Linked DNA regions of Mus musculus: region 1 is linked to region 2. The links are chromatin contacts, called in public Hi-C maps. All regions are on one chromosome and are shown on one strand. Each heading gives the region's core, a stretch centred on a gene start, on an enhancer-like site or on the middle of the called end of the contact. The rest is flanking DNA. Distances are from core to core; before and after follow the strand shown. Region 1 holds the start of 1700125H20Rik (RIKEN cDNA 1700125H20 gene). Region 2 overlaps Usp32 (ubiquitin specific peptidase 32).

Region 1 (4,889 bases), core at 1,725-4,224, 76 kb before region 2:
GAAGCTGCTTTGCTTCCAGCTCTGAGAAGAGGGAGACAAACCGCCACAGCATTCTGCAGAGAGAAACCCGAGACCAGTGTGAGAGAGGCTGACTAGGACCCGTTCTTCCTAGGCACTGTCCTGTGACCAGGATCTACCTGGCAGAAATAGGCTACAAGGTGCTTCCTCCGTCTCAGGTTGAGGGGATAGGGATGGAGACCAGAACAGAAATACCATGTGCTGGTATCAAACACCTGCACACAGCAGCTCTTCATCTAAAGGTGAAAGGGCTCTTAGGAGAAGCTTAAAAATGTGTGTGTGTGTGTGTGTGTGTGTGTGTGTGTGTGTGTATCTGTCTGTCTGTCTGTCTGTCTGTCTGTCTGTCTGTCTGTCTATGTGTATGTCTGCCACAGTGCATGTGTGGAGGTCAGAGGACAACCAATAGGAGTGGATTTCTCCTTCTACCATGTGAGTATAAGGGATAGAACTCAGATAATCTGGCTTAGTAACAAATGCCTTACCCACTGAGGCACCTGGAGGTTCTTGGGAACGGCTTTTGTCTACTGTGTGTACAGCTAAGGTACAATCAGTGCTATCCTGACGGCTAGAGGGACCTATTTTTTAAACATCAGCTATCTCCCAGGATCTTAACCCTCTTCATGCCTGGAGAATCTTGACAATAGCATAATCTTGAATGGAGGTGGGATAAGGCTAGGAAGCTGCCTACTTTTTCCAGTGCTTGATCTCCCAGGCTCGGCAATAATGCTGCAGAAAGGTGTTAATATGGCCCCCTAGGGCCTCAAGGCTCTGCTTCGTATACTTTATCCTTTTCTTCTGGGGAAGGTCCTTGGGCAGGTTCAACTTTCGAAGGAACTTCTTCAGAGGCCTCAGGTATTCTTTACACTGAGAGGTCACAGGCAAGGTGAGGGGCTGAGGGGTGTGGAGGAAAGGCAGGTGGACAGACCCCAGTGCCTGACAAGTTGGCCTGACTACAGTTCTTAATGGACCACAAAGGGCTGTGTGCTCACAAGGCTCCAGTGGGTCCCCTCCCCATTTCCATCCTGACTGTGACAGATCAGGTGGTGGGAGAGGAGGGTCAGAAGCCTCCTGATCCCTCCCAGGCTAGGGGGACAAGGTTTCAGGCTGGCTCCTTACAATTTTGAAGGTATCCTGGCTCAGGCCCTTGGCATGACGGACCAGAGCATCTCCCGTGGGCACGGTGCTGGAGCTCCTCTCTAAACAGGGAACGCTCCCCACCTGGAAGGAGGGGCACAGTCAGAGAGGGGCTTGGGCCTGAGGACCAGTGCTGGGCAGATACTGGCAAATGACAACCAAGGCCTTCTTTATTTTCCCTATGATCTCTCTCTCTCTCTCTCTCTCTCCCTCCCTCTCTCAAAACATTGCCAGGTCAGTGAGTCTGGCCCAAAAGACCCCATCTTTGAAAACCTCTCCTTGGAAAACCTAAAATATTTTACCTATTTCTTTCATAATTATTCTTGGCTATACTGAGAAACATTGTAAAGCTCTTGATAAACATTTACTAATTTTCTTTTCCCACAAAGACTGTGAGGTTAGCTACCATTTCCTCTGGTTATAACTGAGAACTCCCAGGCACAGAAAGAATTCTGTGACTCCTCAGGGGGATGGGCAACAACCATGTTTCCTTTCTTTTCTTCTTCTTCTTCTTCTTTTTTTTTTTTTTTTTTTTTTTTTTTTTTTTTTTTTTTTTTGGTTTTTTGAGACACAGTTTCTCTGTGTAGCCCTGGCTGTCCTGGAACTCACTCTGTAGATCAGGCTGGCCTCGAACTCAGAGATCTGCCTGCCTTTGCCTCCTGAGTGCTGGGATTAAAGGTGTGTACCACCATGCCCGGCCCATGTCTCCTTTCATTTGGACATACCGAGGTGCCAGGCCAATGTCTATGCATCTCTAAATGTTAGCATCATGGCATGCATGAAGGGCACCCGGTAAAGGGTGGTGGTGGTAACAAGGGACTTGTGACACAAAGTGAAGCAAAGGGAACTGAAAACTAGTGGTGACAAAGGGTCTGAAATATTACTGATTTAGCACAGGATTATTAGACTGGTGTTAACTGGGTTTGAAACTTAAAGTTTCTTGTCTTTTTTCATTTTTGTTTGCTTGTGTTTTGGGATTTTTGTTTGTTGTTTAGGATTTTTTGTTTGCTTGCTTTTTTTCCTCCCCCAAACAATGAAACCACTTTCTCTGTGCAGCCCTAGCCGTCCTGGAACTCACTCTGTAGACCAGGCTGGTCTTGAATTCACAGAGCTCCATCTGCCTCTGCCTCCTAAGTGCTAGGGTTAAACTCACATTTTCAAAGCCTCTCAGAACAATTGGATTACTTGCCGTTGGAGTTCAGGAGAGGAAGAGCCACACTCAGAGCACTCTGAAGGGAAGCTAGGTAAAGTAGGTACAGGACAGGTTCCCCCCAACTGTAGAGAGTGGGGGACTTTGGCTAACTCCATAAACACAGCACATAACTGAACAGAGACCGTAACACATACGTGTGCTCACATGGACATGGGTAACCCTTTATAACTAATGATCAAATGGGACTTCTCACTGTCTTGACAGAAACACAGCTTTGATAAACACGTTTCCTACTTGCTTACCCCTGCTTTGCGGCTCTGGGGAGTCAAACCCAGGACTAGGGCAGGCAAGCTCTCTACTCCTGAGCTACACCCTGGCCCAACTGTCTGAAGGAATTGTGTTCTCTTGTTCTTTGGGGCTTTTGCCAACCCACATACTCCACCATTTTCTCATCTTGTCTCCTTCCTTGAATTTCATGTTCGTGGCTTTCCAAAACCAGCCCTTCCCTGGTTCCCTCACATCCCAGCCTCACTTCACCTTCTCTAGTGGCTTGTCTCCTTCACCCCCTTGCCAATCTGAGGCTTCCATCTCAACAGCTGGGTGGGCAGACACCAGGATAGCACAGTCTCAGGTTCCCCACAGACTTCTAACTTACTGCTTCTGTGACCTGAGTGCCCCAGGTAGTGGGCAGGTTGGCTCCAGAACTCGGAGCAAAACCATGGCAACTGCCAACACAGAGCTCAGGCCCCTCTCTACCCTGTTCACTCATGCCTCAGGGTGGCAGCCAACTATCTCCTTCAGCTGGGATCTGGACTAGGTAAGTCAGTGAGCCACGTGTGCTGTCCCCCCCACCCCACTTTTTTTTGGGGGGGTTGTGTGTCAGTGCTTACAGCTGACTAGGACCAAATGGCACACCTCTGGCCAGAAGCTATTGATTTTAAACCTCGGTAAAGTTTCTGAAGTAATTTTCCTGGATGGACACCACTCCGCAGTTATTCCGGAGGCTTATTGAGAGAGAAAGTGTGTGTATTGGGGGCGCGGGGGCGGGGAGGGGAGAGTTGTAACAGTCTTTTCCAGAACAAAGGACTAAAAGGTGTGCTGAAAGAGAGAATGGAATATAATAAATCTCTACTGAAATACACTGCTAGCGCCCTGTAGCCATCTAGTTAATAAATGATTGTGTGGAGTGATGTTTGGGTTGCTTTAAGGGCACTTACAAAAGTACCAGCTGGCATGTATTTCATTAATCTCACCAAAACCTTCCTGGGAGTAGGTGCCAAGTAGTGACCCTGTTTCATAATGAGCCTGGGTAGCCGAGGTCCTATCACTTGCCTTAAGTCAGTGGCCACTGAAACAGAAGTAAGGCTTTTGGTTGGATTCGGAGTGCTCTGGCTTCTCCAGCATGCCAGCGGGAGGCCGGGGCGACCGAGCAAACACTTATCAGCAGTGTCTTGAGCTGCAGGCATGGTTCCGGCTGATGGGTGCTCAGCCGCTCGGTCAGGACAAGCTTTGTCCCTAGCAGGGCACCAGCGCCCCCTCGTGTCTTTCCCCAGCTAGCGTAGCGAGTTGCCCGGTGTAAAAGACCGTTGCAGCTGCAGTTTATCCATTTAAGCCATGTTTCCCCTGGAACGCTGGGTTCCATCTCCAGGGCCTCTTGGATGTCGCTCAGTTTGATCATGTTCTCCCTATTCTTTGGTGGCCTCTGGGTCAGCCAATAGAACTTCCCTCTGTCCATCTAGCCTCACAGGTCAGGACATGGCAGCTCTTACCAGCTCCAAGGCTGGACAGGCCAGGAGACCCTGGGGTTTGGGGCGAGTTCCTTTTCTGTCCAGAAATAAACTATTCTCTGTACTATTATGTTTAGCAAATTGTGGAGAGGAGATGGGGACAATCAAAGTCCCTACTTCTCTGCTTCACTTTGGAAGACCTGCTCCCTGAGGATTATTTCACAGCTAAGGACAACCATGTTGGTAAGAGGAAGGCAAAAGAAAGCCTCCTAGACACTCTATAAAATTGTCAGTAAACAATGTGTTTGAAAATGTAGAACATGCATTACCTCTGTCCATCCTGGGGAGAGCCTTAAGGAGAAAAAAATTGACAATAGTGGCATTCTGAAGATGTCACTAGGATAAATAAAATGTTATGTCACATATCTGTCCCCCGTGTCCAAGTGCTATTCTACGCCTAAAGCTCCTGAGCTGAGAGCAGCAGCATGTGCACACGGTTCCGTTTTTGAATATGCACTAAAAAGGTGTTGGAGTATATGCTCCAAAAGCCCCCAGGGGATGGCCCTCATTCTGCTTCCTCTGTCCTGCTGCTAAGCTGGCCAGGGCGGGACCTTGTAATAGTCGTGTCCAGGAAGGCACAAGACCTAGGACTGTTGTAAGGTCAAGGCCAGTCTGGACAACACAGCACAATTTTGTCTCAAAAAACAAAACTTAAAAATGTATTATGAAGAGACAGTGGAAAGACTGGAGTGGGAGGACAAACTAGGAGGGGGATAGTTGGCAGAGTGCTTTCTTATCACGCAGAATGTCCTGGGTTTCATGCCCAGCACTACAGAAACCAGACGCACATGCCTGTA
Region 2 (4,918 bases), core at 784-3,283:
TTCAGAACTGGGAGGATTATCAGTGAGATGAGGAAGATAGTGTGAACCTGTGGGGGTTATTTTGGTGCTGCTGGTGGTGGTGGTGGTGGTGGTGGTGGTAGTAGTTGTGGTTGGCTAGCTTTTAGTTGTTTGAAACAGGGCCTCAAGTTTACTATATAGCAAGACGTGACCTTGAACTACTACTGATCCTCTACTTTCTGAATGCTGGGATACAGGCACGCACTACCATGACAGATTTTCAGAAGTCTTTTTTATTTATGTACTTTTTTTTTTTTTTAATGTATGAGTGCTCTGTCCCCATGCCTGATTCAGGTTGATTATAGCATTCCTATACTTACCCTCAGACTTAATTAGTTTATACTGTAGTGTCAGGAGTCATCTAGGAAAGGCTAAAGGCATGAAAGTAAGTTCTGAAGATGGCCCATCACTTTGCATGACTGTAGTGGGTAAGCTCTGAATTGTAGGGCCTTCAGAGATTTTTATCCCAGGATTGCTTCTTGCTGCTGATAAGCCTTTCCTGCCACTATTACATAGTCTAATGATTCCTGGGCATCAGCCCACCCTATTGGGCAGATTTTCTACAGATCAACAAAGATGTTCTCTTATGTTATGTAGACAAATTGATGGTTCCAAAATTCCTAATAATGATTCTATAGAATTCCTAAATTTATACAAGTAATTTTGAGGCCTCTATAGTATGAAAGCTGCAATTAGAGCTCTGCAAACCTTCATGTGTCATGGCTAATTGCACTCGGATAAGAAAGCAGGCTTGGAACAATTTACAGTCAGGGAAAACATTCTTTCTAGGTTAGCTATGAGATCACTGTCTGGTAACTGAAGGTCATAAACTGGGAATGGACAATTTATTGTAGGTGCAAGGACAGAAAATAAAATTCTGATTGGTATGTGTATGTATGTGTATGTATGTATGTGTATATATATATATATATATATATATATCTTCCAAACTAATGAAACACAAGGAAGTTAGTCTGCCTCTTTGCAAAACATAATAATTCTTAGAATATAAGAATTATTGTTTTAAACTTTTAATGAATTTATGGAGTTAATAATAGATAATGAATATTTAGTCAGGTACTAATTTTAATGGAAACATACATAAACATTTCTGCTGTAACTCCTTATTGATTTATGACTTGAATTAGTATCCTTAACTTGCTATGAACTTACAGAATGTAAAGCTGCTTGGAAAACTATGTGATCAGTTATCCTGAGACAGCATAAGAGCTAACTAAGAATAAGAGCTAAGAAGAATGACAATAATGGAAAAGTGTTTCTTTCTCTCAGCAATAAAGGTTGGAGCTTATTTTTTTTTTCTTTTGCTCCATTCAGAATGAGTGAGTTTTTCTTTCTGTGTGTGTGACTTTCTTTTCCTTTTTCTCTGACTCACAAAAAAACTAATGAGACTTTTAACCTTTAGCTAATCAGTTAGGGGCTCCCAATAAAAGAACAAAGAGACTGAATAAGCTAATTCCTTTTCTTTTCTTTTTTCTTATTAGTACAGTATTTATTTGTCTTCTCTCTGTTAAACCCTGAGCCAAGCACTTTCCCCAGACTTTTTGGGAAAGGAACATACAGGGCAGACAAGACGCAAAAGAACCATGGGAGGTGGAAGTGGAGATAGCTGCTTCACGTGGTGAAGAGGATGAGAAAGGCCACCTTTAGGCAAAAGAGCCCCATGGACTCTGAGGAGGGCAAAGCCCAGAATACATACAAGAAGGGTTGCTTCAGAGAAGGGTTCCTTGCATAGTCAATGATGAGACTGCCAAAACAGTCCCAGTCGCTGCACCAGAGCCGCCACCCCAACTATCACAGCCCCAGCTCCAATGAACTTGGCAGCTGTGTTGATGTCCCTGAAATGGTGCTGGTTTGGGAGCTGCAGCTAGGGATTAGTGAGGTCAGAGGCCGCCAGACCTCCAAGCTCCTGAGTCTTTCATCTGTTGTCATCTGTGGTCAAGTTAGTCCACTGCAGACAGCAACAACTCAGCAGCTGAGAGGTGCTCCCGATCTGGGGGCGGGCAGAGAGGAATTTGGAGCAGGCATACATTTTCAGGGAGAAGGGGAGAGCTGCTCCCAGGGTAGAGAAGACAGCTAATTCCTTTTCTTAATCCCCTGCTGCTGAACAGCAGGAGTTATCAAAAACCGGCAGCTTCTTGCCTTAGAATAGCAAAGAGGTAAAGAAAGGTAAATATTGCCGGGCCTTTAATCCCAGCATTTGGGAAGCAGAGGCAGGAGGATTTCTGAGTTTGAGGCCAGCCTGGTCTACAGAGTTGAGTTCCAGGACAGCCAGGGCTACACAGAGAAACCCTGTCTCACCCCCCCCCCCCCAACAAAGAAAGATAAATATTACCAAAAATAAACAACTTTTATTTTCGTAAAATTAAGTTTTGTCCTTGAAAATGGCTGGTGTACCCATGCATTTCCTCAGTCCTGGCGCTGGACTGGTTCCTGGCAATATAGGTGAAAATACACACAAACATTTGTAGTAGTATGTGTTTAAATCATCTTATAATTATTATTGTTAATTACTCAATATTTTGTCACATTATAATTCAAGTAGAGTTTTGGGGCTAGCCAGGGGAAATCTAATTATAAATGACTAAAAAAAGTTTCCTGTATTTTAGTCATTTTAATAAATGACTGGTTAGTATGGGTGTACATTGGGAATGATTTGTTTATTTCAGATAACTAGAAAGATTTGTGAATTACTTGGGTTAAAGCTTAGTTTTGCTCTTCACTCAGTCTGAATTATCTAGGTAATTTCAATATAAATTATCTAGAGTCCATAGGTTTGGACAGGATAAAACTCACATACAGTCACTTCTCTTTATAGGGAACTACTGAATTTCAAGACGTCAGAGAAATATACCATGCAGAGTGTTCTGTTTCTGTATTTGAAAACTAAGAAAATGTATTTTTCTTTCCAAACCAAAGTATAAATTTTTGATTATTCTTTGATTGACATTTATAGAATGATGTTATTTAATAAATGTAGAAATTATTCTCCTGTCCCATTTTAAATTCCTCAGAGTAATACTCATATGACCGTTTTTTTTTTTTTCTGACTGCATACTTCTTTCTTGAAATATAACTATCAAGATTAGACACACTGGAGAAATGGCTCAGTGGTTAAGAGTGCTTTTGCTCTTCCAGAAGCCCTGAGTTCACTTCCCAACATCCACATCACAGCTGCCTTCATCTCCAGCTCTAGGGGATCCAACTCCCATTATGGCTTCTATGGGCACCCATACACACATGGCATGCGCATGCACACACAGACACAGACACATAGACAAATCTTTTTTTAAAAAAATCAGACACTATAAAATTTTTTTTGAGTTTAATAAGTATTGGCATAAATTTTTTGCAACCTTTTAAAAGATTTATTTATTATATGGAAGTACACTGTAGCTGTTTTCAGACACCCCAGAAGAGGGCATCCATTACAGATGGTTGTGAGCCACCATGTTGTTGTGGGATTTGAACTCAGGACCTCCAGAACAGCAGTCAGTGCCCTTAACTGCTGAGCCAACTCTCCAGCCTGCAACCTACTTTTAATAAGGGTTTAACCTATCATCTAGCCACCACCCAGCAGAAGTAATAGACAAATTATTAGGATATAAGTGAAGTGGACACATAGTTCAGCAATAGTTCTTTGGCAGCAGTTCACTCTCATAGCAAACACCAAATACAATTCTGCAGCTGCTGAATCCAGTCCTCTAGGCAGGCAGACACCAGCCATGAACTGGCAACTACAGTATAGTCCTTAAGAAGCTGCCAGACTAGCCAATTGGCCTGAGGCAAGGCCACAGAAGCAAGCTGCAGGCTGCTGCAGGAACTTTGAGAGCAGTTCTTGAGCAAGTTTCTTTGATGTAGTATTATCACAAGTTGAGCTCAACAATGCTATGTAAGGCAAGCCAATACATGCATGTCTTTGGGGAAGAATAGCGAGGTGGAACAAACCAAACCAAAACTCAGTGCTTGTTTCCCACTGTCTGTGGGGTCATATTTGTACTCCTTCATCCCAGGTCTTTTCGCATGTTTGCTATATCAGAACATAAACATTCTTTTTACCTGTGTCTGCTTTAGGAAAACATTCTTTCACCTGTTTGCTTTAGCAAGATATCCTTTCACCTGTGTGCCCCAGCAAACCATCATTTGACATAGCTTTCGAAAGAAACTGGAAGTTTCCACTTCAAGTCTTTTTGTTTTCCACTTATTTATCCACTTACCTACATCCCAGTTGAAGCCCTCCTCCCTCCTCACCTCCCAGTGCCTCCCTAACAAATTCCATCCATTTCTCAGAGAAGAGGAAGCCCCCCATCGGTACCCTAGGACATCAAGTTGCAGCAGGACTAAGTACATCTTCTCCCACTGAGGCCTGATCAGGCAGTCTAGATAGGAGAAAGAGATCCAATGGAAGGAAGTTAACAGAATTAGAGCCAAGCCCCTGCTCTAATTGTTAGGGGACCCACATGAAGCCCAAGCTGCTTATCTGCAACAAATGTGTAGGGGGCCTAGGTCTAGCACCAGCATGCTCTTTGGTTGGTGGTTCAGTTTCTCTGAGCCCCATGGGCCCAGGTTAGGTGACTCTGTAGGTCTTCTTGTGACGTCCTCAGCCCCTCCAGTTCCCGAAATCCATTCCATCCTCAATTCTCTCACAAAACTCCCTGAGCTCCACCTGATTTTTGGCTATAAGTCTTTGCATGTGTTTCCATCCGCTGCTGGATGTAACCTCACAGGAGATAGTTATGTTAGGCTCCTGTCTGCAAGCATAGGAGATTAATATTAATAGTTTCAGGGGTTGGCTCCCTCCCATGGGGGGGATCTCAAGTTGGGCCAGTCATTGGTTAGCCATTCCCTCAATCTCTGCTCCATCTTTATCCTGCACATCTTC

The links. Hi-C and Micro-C count contacts between places; a contact is called where the count stands out from the background.
Region 1: a Hi-C map of the P5424 cell line shows a contact between it and region 2, with 1.9 times the contacts expected there. The contact joins the promoter of 1700125H20Rik here to the enhancer-like site in region 2. A contact is called at or near these places in 6 of 39 promoter capture datasets (cranial neural crest, hematopoietic stem and progenitor cells, liver and 2 more), 1 of 15 datasets of contacts at CTCF or cohesin (the NIH/3T3 cell line), 6 of 484 Hi-C or Micro-C datasets (the AML12 cell line, the BV-2 cell line, the P5424 cell line and 3 more), 2 of 115 datasets of contacts at active chromatin or transcription factors (bone marrow-derived dendritic cells and double positive thymocytes) and 1 of 9 other capture datasets (adipose tissue).

The regions. Positions count from the first base shown.
Region 1 is chr11:85,169,181-85,174,069 of GRCm38.p6, reverse strand. 1700125H20Rik (RIKEN cDNA 1700125H20 gene) reads right to left here and starts at 2,974. Exons shown (of 6, transcript NM_028589.1): 1 at 2,843-2,974; 2 at 1,135-1,236; 3 at 707-882; 4 at 1-53. The coding sequence starts at 2,893.
Region 2 is chr11:85,092,291-85,097,208 of GRCm38.p6, reverse strand. The region is part of intron 2 of Usp32 (ubiquitin specific peptidase 32); the gene reads left to right. It also overlaps the pseudogene Gm51870. Among named protein-coding and RNA genes, the nearest start is that of Usp32, 45 kb to the left of the region's middle. Within about 2 kb of position 2,033, at least 7 of the 459 cell types and tissues checked have an H3K27ac peak or open chromatin away from gene starts, as enhancers often do.